Linked DNA regions of Sus scrofa: region 1 is linked to region 2. A link is a contact called in public Hi-C data. All regions are on one chromosome and are shown on one strand. Each heading gives the region's core, a stretch centred on a gene start, on an enhancer-like site or on the middle of the called end of the contact. The rest is flanking DNA. Distances are from core to core; before and after follow the strand shown. Region 1 overlaps KSR2 (kinase suppressor of Ras 2). Region 2 holds the start of RFC5 (replication factor C subunit 5).

Region 1 (5,430 bases), core at 423-2,922, 100 kb before region 2:
AAGCAGCAGGAGAGTCAGGATTCGAACTCAGGATAGGATGCCCAGTTGCCAGCCCTCTTCCCCATAACACTTTGCTGAAGCGGAGAAAGTTCATACCATCTAGAGGTCAAAGTTGAGAAACACTTAGAAAGGGGCCTCACCATGACCTCACCCTTCCCATGTGTCCTAATTTATTTTTAGGTCACCCTCTATTCAAGCCCATGCAGAGCTGAACTGCAAAAAGTTCAAAGAAATTCCATCTTCAAGGGAAGAAACACAGGGCCCATGGAATAGCACTCGCAAGCTGAGCCCACCATCAGCGCCTGCACTCTGGTACAAAAGGTTTCCTGGGCCTGGGGTCAGAAGGATCACAGGACTTGGAGAGCAGGCTGTAGTTCTCCATCTCCACACCAGAGGGCAGCCTGGCACTTTCCATCGCAGATGGAAAATTTCTTCAGACCCTCCCTCCTGGATCTGAGCATCTTCAAGCCTTATTACTGTACTCAGTATTAGCTTGATGGTAAATTTAGCAGCATAAACAAAAAAAAAGTTTAAAGTCAGGGCACGTGACAGAGCTATAAATAATTATGTCTGAAATCTCTAAGGTAAAAACGGGGGACTTTCCACTCAGAATCTAAACCAAGATGAACCATGAGAGAGATCTACCGGCAAAGCCCCTCAGGTTTGGTTTGCTGGGGTCCAAAACCTTCACCACTTTAGGTACTTATAAAAAAAAAAAAGCACTAAAATAGAGTCCATGGAAGCTGGAAAGGGGTGCAGTACAGATTGGGGATCTTCCTGACCTTATGGAAATCAGCTCTCCTGTAAACCTCATAGCAATGCCCATTTTACACAGGTGGAAACTGAGGCTTAAAAATCACAGGAGGAAGAGACAGGCTCCAGAGCCGTCTGTTCCCCTCAGGGTGCCTTCAGCAAGCACCCCATATCACTGCTGTCTTCTCTTTAGCAGGAAGCAGCTGGTAGCAGAGAGCTCAAAGCCCTGAAACCGAATGGCCCACGTCTTCCCACAGCTTAGAGTTCTTCCCCTCTGGCGTTAGACATAAATGGCACTTTCCTATCCTCCGGAGTGTCATCCTTTCCCAACCATCCTCCACTGTCACCAGCACAACACCCTGTTTTTTTTCCTTGGGAGCACTCATCGCTATCCCGCAAATTATCCTGTTTATTGGTTTCCATAGTTACGCCCCCCCCTATCATCATCATCACACACCCATCAGAATGTCAGCTCTAAAGAGCATGGGCTTTGCCTGTCTTTTCCCCCAGTGTTCAGATCAGGGCCTAGCATGCAAGACATATTTCTTGGTCTTTCGATGAACCAGCATCACTGGGGTGGGGGAATCAGGCCCCTGCCCAGATAACCCAACTCCTTTTCCAGCGGGCACACCACGTTCAGAACCAGCTCTTCGGCCCAGGCTCCCAGGTTCTCAGAAGCAGCGGCGGTGGTGGAGGGTAAAGAAATCTTCAGCGGCCCGACGCCTTCCCGCGGTTGCCAGGGAGACTATTGTCATAACATCCCCGCCGCTGGGGTGGGGGGGGACAGCTGACAGCGGAGAGAATTTATTTGACTCGCTCACGTCTCAAGTAACCGGCCATTTGCATCCGCAGGCAAATTCGCTGCTGAAGCCTGGCAGCCTGGGAGACGTTCCCTTCCTCCTCTCCCCAGCCCATCCCAGTTAGAACAGGATCTCCGCGCTGGAGCCAACCGGACCCAGCGGTCCTGCGCTGGCCCTGGGGCTGCCTACTGCGCCGGCTCGCTCTACCCCAAACCGCCCACTGCTTTGTGTTAAAGCTTTCAGTGTTCCTGGTAGCTTTTCCTTCTCTTTACGTTTTTATGGCTAATGAATATTACAGACAGTAGAGAAAAAAAAGAGCTCATATATTTAATGAGTACTGACTTAGATGCCAGCCCCACTGGTAACTTCCTCACATAATGATAATGTTTATATTTTTGCCATAACAATACATTTTGCTATATATTTCAAACATATCTATATATGACATAACATATACAGTATGTTATATTGATACAGTATGTTATATATTGATCTATTATATACTACTGTATGGTACATATTATATGTAGCCTGTATCTGTATAATATATATTATAGTCATAGGTCTATCACAGATAAGAATTCAGGAGTTACCTTATGGCTCAGCAGGTAAAGAACCTGACTAGCATCCATGAGGATACGGGTTCCATCTCTGGCTTCAATCACTGGGTCAAGGAGCTAGCAGATCCTAGCTAGGTTGCAGATGTGGCGCCTATCCAGTGTTGCCATGGCTGTGGTATAGGCCTGCAACTGCAGCTCTGATTCAACCCCTAGCCCAGGAACCTCCATATGCTGAAGGTATGGCCCTAAAAAGACCAAAAAATATATGTATTAATATATATATAATACATAATTTTAAACAATATTTATATTATATAGCATATATTATGTATTTATAATAATAAAACTGACATCTGTTGATACTTTTTACCTGCCAGCCCTGTGCCTACTGCTTAGTTAAGAAGGATGCTATCAATAAATATTACACGATAATACATTCATAATCATCTTCATAGCTAAGTTTTATTGAGCATTTACCATGTGCCAGGCACCACACTAAGTACTTCCTTAATGTCACTAGATTGTCATTATGTGCCCTAAGAGCTAAGAACTGTCTTATTCCCATTTTTTTTGGTCACTTTTTTTTTTTTTTGTCCTTTTTTAGGGCCGAATATGGAGGTTCCCAGGCTCGGAGTCTAATCAGAGCTGTAGCCGCTGGCCTGTGCCACAGCCACAGCCACGCCAAATCTGAGCTGCGTCTGCAACCTACACCACAGCTCACGGCAACACCGGATCCTTAACCCACTGAGTAAGGCCAGGGGTCAAACCTGCAACCTCATGGTTCCTAGTTGGATTTGTTTCTGCTGCACCACGAAAGGAACTCCTTATTCCCATTTTTGAGATGAGAAAATGGAGGCACAGAGTGATGATGTAACTTGCCTTCGGTCCCAGGGACAAACAAGCAGGGGCTAAGGCGGCCCCTCAGCCTGCCCCATTCCTTTATTTCCATACCACACTTTAAAGTTGACAACCTTTCACTCCCTTAGGGGAGCTTGTTAAGAACATGCAGGATGGGCCCCTGCTTCCCTCGACCCACACATGCAGAATCAAATGCTCCTGGGGACAGGGGGATTCTCATTTCTTTTAAACAAGGTCCCCAGATAGTTCTGACAGAGGCAAAAAGTCCAGAACCACTGCCTTCAGGTTCTTAATCCGTCATCGCCCCTGCAGTGCCAATTAGGCGATCTGATTAAATGAGCGAGTCTTGAGGGGCTGATTCCAGAGAGGGCAGGGTGATGATGTAGGCAGGACCGATCATCCTGCAAATGAGAAGAAGCAGGGGGAAAATAAGATTGTGGGGTCCCCTCAGGCAAACTTAGCTTGTGTCCCAGGTGTAACCTCTCCCAACCTTTCTGAAACAAGGACAACCTGCATGAAGGGTAATAAGTAACAGCAGGCCCTTTTGTCCAGGGCTGGCCTGAGGGGGGCAAAGCCGGTTAGTATAAATGACTTCCCCCTGCCCATCCCCCTACCTCTTCCTTCATCATTCCCCAGGGACCTAGCTGGACAGATACATATAAGCTTTCGGGGTGGGGTCTCAGCATTTACATCTACGCATGGAAGCATGAGACCTCCTGGCAAGTGACAAAGATGGATGAAGCTGTTTTTAAAAATTTGTTTAAAAAGCCAGTAGCTGGGTATTGCACTAGAGGAGGTGTGACTGAGGGGAAAACTGCAGAAGTTCTGGGATGCCATGCCTGTGGTCCCTGGGCAGCTGGGGGACAGAGCTAAACTCAAAAAATATCAGCCAAGAACATCTCTGGAAGGTCTACCCCAGGCCATCTGTTGCCTTATTCTTCACTGTCCGAATAAGAGGAAAAGTAGAACTAAGATCCCAGACATAAAACAAGTTCAGATGAAGCAATGGAAAAACACATGGGAGTTCCCATTGTGGCTCAGCGGGTTATGAACCCGAATAGTATCCATGAGGATGTGGGTTCAATCCCTGGCCCCGATCAGTGGATTAAGGATCCGGTGTTGCCGAGAGCTGTGGTGTAGGTGGAAGATGAGGCTCGGATCCTGAACTGCTATGGCTGTGGCATAGGCCAGCAGCTGCAGGTCCAATTCAACCCCTAGCCTGGGAACTCAGATATGCGATGGATGCGGCCCTAAAAAGACAAAAAGACAAAAACAAAACAACCCACAAATCCCACATACCCTGAAAGCCTGTCTCATTTGAACAGCTACTTCACCTTGACTGTGGAAGCCTATTCCATCCAGAGCTGTGCTTCCCAATACACCAGCCACTTGGCACATGGGACTATGTACAAGTAAATTTAAATTAACCAAAATTACATAATCGACTCAGTGACCAAACAAGATTAAGGCAGCTTTTGGGTACCTCTGACAAAAATCCAGAAAGTAACCTTACTGGCCATTATGTGACCTCAGGCAATCACACAATTCAACCTGCCCCAAAAAACGTCATTAGAATTTAAGCTTAGAATTGTGTGAGATAAACTATTTCCTGAATGGGTTAGCATCTTTAAGTGCTGGAAAAAATCTAGGATGAATTACAGACATATTTAAGATAATTAAACCCATAACATTACTATTTGAATTAAAGAGGCTGTGCCTTTGGAGTATTCATTTTACATTCTCTTAATGTTTTATATAATTTGGCCAATTAGACAAAAACTTCTAATCTTTCCAACTCTAATTTGAAATGTGTAATATAATACCTAGTTTAGACATTTTATATCGAAATCATATTCGGAGTTCCTGCTGTGGCACAGTGGGTTAAGGATCCATTGTTGTCTCTGCTTTGGTTCGGTTTGAATCCCAGCCCAGGGCAGAGGGTTAAGAATCTGGTGTTGTGGATGTGTAGGTCACAGGTGCGGCTCACATTTGATCTCTGGCCCAGGGACTTCCATATGCCACGGGTGCAGAGAAAGAAGAAAGGAAGGAAGGAAAGAAAGAAAGAAGGAAGGAAGGAAGGAAGGAGAGAAAGAAGGAAGGAAGGGAAATTGTATTCAAATTACAGACTATATTAGGAAGTGGCTTAAGGTCCAACATATTTATAAGTTTAATTTTTTAGATTCTATGTGCTATGCAAGTTATTGGGAAGGCTTGCCTGTCAACTGAGTACTTGAAATAAATTCCTGCCTGTCAAATGTATAAATATAGTTTAAATTGTTTGAAGATGTTTAATTCACCAAGGTTGTCAATGGAAGCAAACATATGCAAAAATCCCCTTATATATGATTGCTAAAATTTGCTAGACTTACATGAATAGAATAATACTGCAGGTAAGCTGAATTTAAATCATGAAGAGAATAACGGTACTGAATTTTTTTTTTTTTTTGCTTTAATAAACT
Region 2 (5,023 bases), core at 691-3,190:
AAGACCCAGGAATGCTGGTGGTGTATTCAGTATGAAACCAAAGGCCTGAGGATCAAGAGCACTGATGTCTGAGGGCAGGAGAAGATGGCTGTTCCAGTTCAGAATGAGAGCAAATTCACTCTTCCTCCACCTTTTTTGTTCTATTCAGGCCCTCCATGGATTCGATCATGCCTACCTGCATTGGTGAGAGTGGTCTGCTCTACTCAATCTACCAATTCAAATGCCAATCTCTTCCAGAAACACTCTCAGAGTCTTACCCCAAAAATAATGTTCACCAGCTCAATGGGCATCACTTAGCCCAGTCAAGTTGACACATAAAATTAACTCTCCAAGGCATAGTCACACCCACCAGTTGTTTAGGTTTTATTTGAAAGAAAATATCTGCGACAAGAGCAGGATGGTGGAGAGCCTGCTGGAAGGGGAGGAGAGAGGAAGGTGGAATGCACTGGATGCTTACTTAGATTATTTCATCTAATCCTTACAACCATCTTGGAGTAGATATGATGAGGATGAGGAGAGAAGTAACCTGCCCAGAATTTAGAGGAAAAAAGTTGCATCCTGGCAATCTGCACAGCCATTGTTAGGAGGAAGCAGAGATTAGGGCACTGTCATATCACAAGCCACATCTGACCCCCTTTCTCTGACTCCTCAAGTAGGGGCCAGGGTGAAGCCATAAATGCCATTGTATATTTGCCCACTGTCCCTCTACTCTGCTCCTAAAACAGGCCGCAGTGAAGGAGTAAGATGCCCAAAGCAGCTAATTCTCAATCAGAACACTTTTTTTTCTTTTTTTCTTTTTAGGGCCACACTTGCTGCATATGGAAGTTTCCAGGCTGGGAGTCGATTGGGAGCTGGAGCTGCAGGTCTTCCCATAGCCAGAGCAATGACAGATCCTAGCTGAATCTGCAACATACACCATAGTTCACAGCATCTCGGGATCCCTAACACACTGAGCAAGGCCAAGGATCAAACCCGCTTCCTCATGGATACTAGTCACGTTCATTACTGCTGAGCCACAATGGGAACTCCCTGAATCAGAACAATTCTGATCCCAGGCCACTCATCTCTTCCCAGAACTGTTGTCTTTTGCAACATGTTTTTTGTTTTGTTTTTGGCTGCACCCGCAGCATATGGAAGTTCCCAGGCCAGGAATCGAACCTGAGTGGCCACAGAGACAATACTCAATCCTTAACCCTCTGCCCCACAGTGGGAACTCCTCCACACGTTTTTAAAAAACTTTATTATGAATGTAATACACACTCATTTCTGGGAAATACAGACCAGCAAAATAGAAGAAAACAAAATCCCCTCACCTCAGAAAAAAATACTAGCATTTTGATATGAGATCAAAGGGACCCTGTCCTGTATGTTTACTAACTAGGCCTTTCTAGTTATACAAGTTAATCTAACCGGAGTGATTTACCTATTTATTTGTTCATTCCTGGAGGTCGGTTCTGTAAATTTCGTTGGGCGAGGGACATAGGTCTGGGAGACAGAATGGAGTTGTTTGTAATTGTTTTCCAATTTGAAGTACTTCACCTCCCAGCTCTGGGGCCAAAAGTATTTCGAGTCTTTTTTCATACTGTATCTATATTCAAGAACTGGCCTTGTCAATTGGGAGTGGTTTTTCCTCAGGATTTTTTGCGCTGGCAGCTTTCTGTGCCTTTGAACAGTAAGTGTTTGAACTTAGTTTATGGCTGCAATTGGCTTTGGCTGTGAGACTTTAATTCGTAATGACGATAGGCGGCCGCAGCGGGTGGTCTGCCCTCTCCTGCTCCCTGTCCCCCTAGGCTCAGAACCGCGTCAGAGACAGCACAACTCGAGCTAGGAGGTCGGAGTCGGAGCTAGGCGGGCTGCGGGCACCTCTAGTAACCCGGCAACGGGGGCCTTAGCAACGGGGAGGGGGCGGGACCAACGGAGGAAGTCGGAAGCAGGCAGCTAAATATCGCGACACTTACTTTTGCGCGCGAACTCTAAGCTCTAGGGTCGCGGGGCCAGGTTCGCGGTTGCTCGCGGGGCAGGCCCCTGAGGGACGAGACGGCGTCACTGGACCTGGACACCTTCATCACCCCATCATGCAGACCTCAGCGCACAAGCAGCAGCAGCAGCCCGAGGCAACCAAGATCAGGAACCTGCCCTGGTAGGTCGAGGACCGTTTGCCGCAGGCAAGGGGGTGGGCCGCGCGGGGAGGCGGAGGCCGGAGTGGTCAAGGGGCTGGTCCTCAGCCCGACCTCGCCCCGCCGCCCACAGACTTGCGCGCCTTAACACCCTCAACTTCCCAGTCACGCTCCATTCTATTTAGAACTTTTCCCAGCTGCCCTCACCCCGCACCCCCATGTCTCATACTGGCCCTCTTTCCTGTTGCCAGAAGACTGAGTGACAACACAGGGCTTCGATCCCGTGTCTCCCAGACTTTGCACTGGCCTCCGTGGCAAAATGTTCTCTCTTGCCAAAATATTCTCTCCATGCGATTACTGGTCAAATTCTAAACTAGAAGATTAATAGTACCAGTGCTGGAGTTCCCATAGTGGCACAGCAGAAACAAATCTAACTAGTATCCATAAGGACGCAGGTTTTCATCCATGGCCTCGCTCAGTGGGTTAAGGAACCCGCGTTGTGGTGAGCTGTGGTGTAGGTCGCAGATGCTGCTCGGATCCTGCGTTGATGTGGCTGTCCCCTGCGCTGGCAGCTGCAGCTCTCATTGACCCCTAGCCTGGGAATTAACATATTCCCATGGTGCGGCCCTAAAAAAGACCAAAAAAAAAAAAAAAAAAAAAAAGTCCCCTAGTTAAGTTTTCTTTAGATGATTTTGTCAGATTAGCGGGCACCCTATTACAGTTTGACCTTTACAAAGACCCTACGAAGTAGGTACTGTTAATCCCCGTTTTACCAAAAGGTTAAATGACTTGCCTAAGGTCCAGAGTTGGGAAATAGGTTTGGATTTGAACCAGGTGGTCCAGATTCAGAACTTGCACTTTTAACCATCCTACTTCTACAACTCATGGTTTAAAGACTGATGGGATTTGGCTTGACTTCAGAAAACTCAAATTTCTTTTGTTTCCAATAACAAGTTATGTTTGGTTTTAGTCATAATAAAATACATAACATAAAATTTACACTTGTAACAATTTTAAACTGTACAATTAGGTGGCATTAAGTACATTCAGAATGTTGTGTAACCATCCTACTGTCATCACCCCCAAGTGACTCCATACCCACTGGCAGTGGCTCCCCATTCCCCACTCCTTCATCTCCTGGCAACCACTAATCTTCTGTCTGTGAATTTGCTTGTTCTGAATATTTCATATAAATGGAATCAAACAATAAATGGCCTTTCGTGACTGGCTTTTTTCTTATATCAGCAGCTCATTTCCTTTTATTGCCAAATAATATTCCATTGTATGGATATACCACCATTTTTTTAAATCCATTCATCTGTTGATTTATATTTGGATATGAGTTCAATTTTGGATTAACTTTAGATACCCATCCATGTTGAGGTTTTAGGCAGACATCTGGAAAGGTGAAATTAGAGCAGTTTTTCAACACTACTGATATTTTGGGCCAGATGTTTGGAGTTGAGGGAGGGCATGGGAGTTATCTTGTGCATTGTATGATGTTTAACAACATCCCTGGTGCCTATCCACTAGACGCCAGTAGCATCCTTCACCCAATTGTGACAGTGGAAAATGTCTCCAGGTATTATCAGGAGTTTGCTGGAGGACAAAATTGCCCCTGGTGAGAACCACTGGGTTAAAGGATTTTGTGTCTCTTCCTCTTTTAGTTAGGATATGAAAGGATTCTTTTGCATGTAACAAGATATTCTTGTATTTATATATGTTGTAATCTATGCTAAATTGTATTTCAGGGTTGAAAAATACCGGCCACAGACACTGGATGATCTCATTTCTCATCAGGACATTCTGAGTACTAGTAAGTATCTATGTGTCAGTTGCTGGTATCCTAGCTGCAGGACCTAGGAATGTTGTCTCTGCTGAGTAATAACTTTGAAGAATCTGACTGAGCTTTATAGGATGTGGCTTTAACAACTGAGTCAGATTTTTCCTTTTTTTTTTTTTTTTTTTTTTTTCTTTTTTTTTCTTTTTTCTTTTTTGGTCTTTTCTAGGGCTGCACCTGCAGCACATGGAGGCTCCCAGGCTAGGGGTCTAATCGGAGCTGTAGCCGCCGGCCTACACCACAGCCACAGCAACGTGGGATCTGAGCCGAGTCTACGACCTACACCACAGCTCACGGCAACACCAGATCCTTAACTACTGAGCGAAGCCAGGGATTGAACCCGAAACCTCATGGTTCCTAGTTGGACTCATTAACCACTGAGCTACGACGGGAACTCCCTGAGTCAGATTTTTCATTCCTAAACCTGCCCCAGCTTTGAACATAGGACTGAAGTGCACTCAGCCCAACTCAAGGGCCCACGGTGAATGAGGCACCTCTCAGAGACTGACAGTGTCTCTCTTTTTCCCCAATCTTCAGTTCAGAAGTTTATCAGTGAGGACCGCCTTCCGCACCTCCTTCTCTATGGTCCTCCAGGCACGGGAAAGACATCCACCATCCTGGCCTGTGCTAAACAGCTGTACAAAGATAAGGAATTCGGCTCCATGGTCTTGGAGGTAAATGGGAGGATTACTCTTATTCTCTAAGGACTCCAGTCTCTTTTAATTCTGCTAGTTTTTTGTTTGTTTGTTTTTTTCAGGGCAGCACCTGCAGTACATGGAAGTTTCCAGGCTAGGGATCCATTCGGAGCTACAGCTGCTGCCAGCCTACACCACAGCCACAGCAATGCAGGATCCAAACCACGTCTGCGACCTATACCACAGCTCACAGCAACTCGAGATTCTTAACTCGCTGAGTGAGGCCAGGAATCGAACCTGCAACTTCATTGTTCCTAATTGGATTCGTTTCTGCTTCACCACAACAGGAACTCTTCTTCTAGTTTTGTTTTATGTTACGAGTTAGTTGCTCTGCTGGTGGTTGGGAAAGAAGCAGACATAAGATATTTCAG

The links. A called contact is a pair of places that touch in the nucleus more often than the background predicts.
Region 1: a contact with region 2 is called in a Hi-C map of fetal skeletal muscle, with 2.8 times the contacts expected there. The contact joins the enhancer-like site here to the promoter of RFC5 in region 2. A contact is called at or near these places in 1 of 5 promoter capture datasets (liver) and 6 of 47 Hi-C or Micro-C datasets (brain, embryonic fibroblasts, epiblast stem cells and 2 more).

The regions. Positions count from the first base shown.
Region 1 is chr14:34,740,108-34,745,537 of Sscrofa11.1, reverse strand. The region is part of intron 1 of KSR2 (kinase suppressor of Ras 2); the gene reads right to left. Among named protein-coding and RNA genes, the nearest start is that of KSR2, 67 kb to the right of the region's middle. Within about 2 kb of position 1,672, at least 26 of the 83 cell types and tissues checked have an H3K27ac peak or open chromatin away from gene starts, as enhancers often do. A contact at or near this core is called in fetal skeletal muscle and undifferentiated spermatogonia, where this site is marked.
Region 2 is chr14:34,639,515-34,644,537 of Sscrofa11.1, reverse strand. RFC5 (replication factor C subunit 5) reads left to right here and starts at 1,940. Exons shown (of 11, transcript XM_005670675.3): 1 at 1,940-2,140; 2 at 3,869-3,933; 3 at 4,495-4,631. The coding sequence starts at 2,076.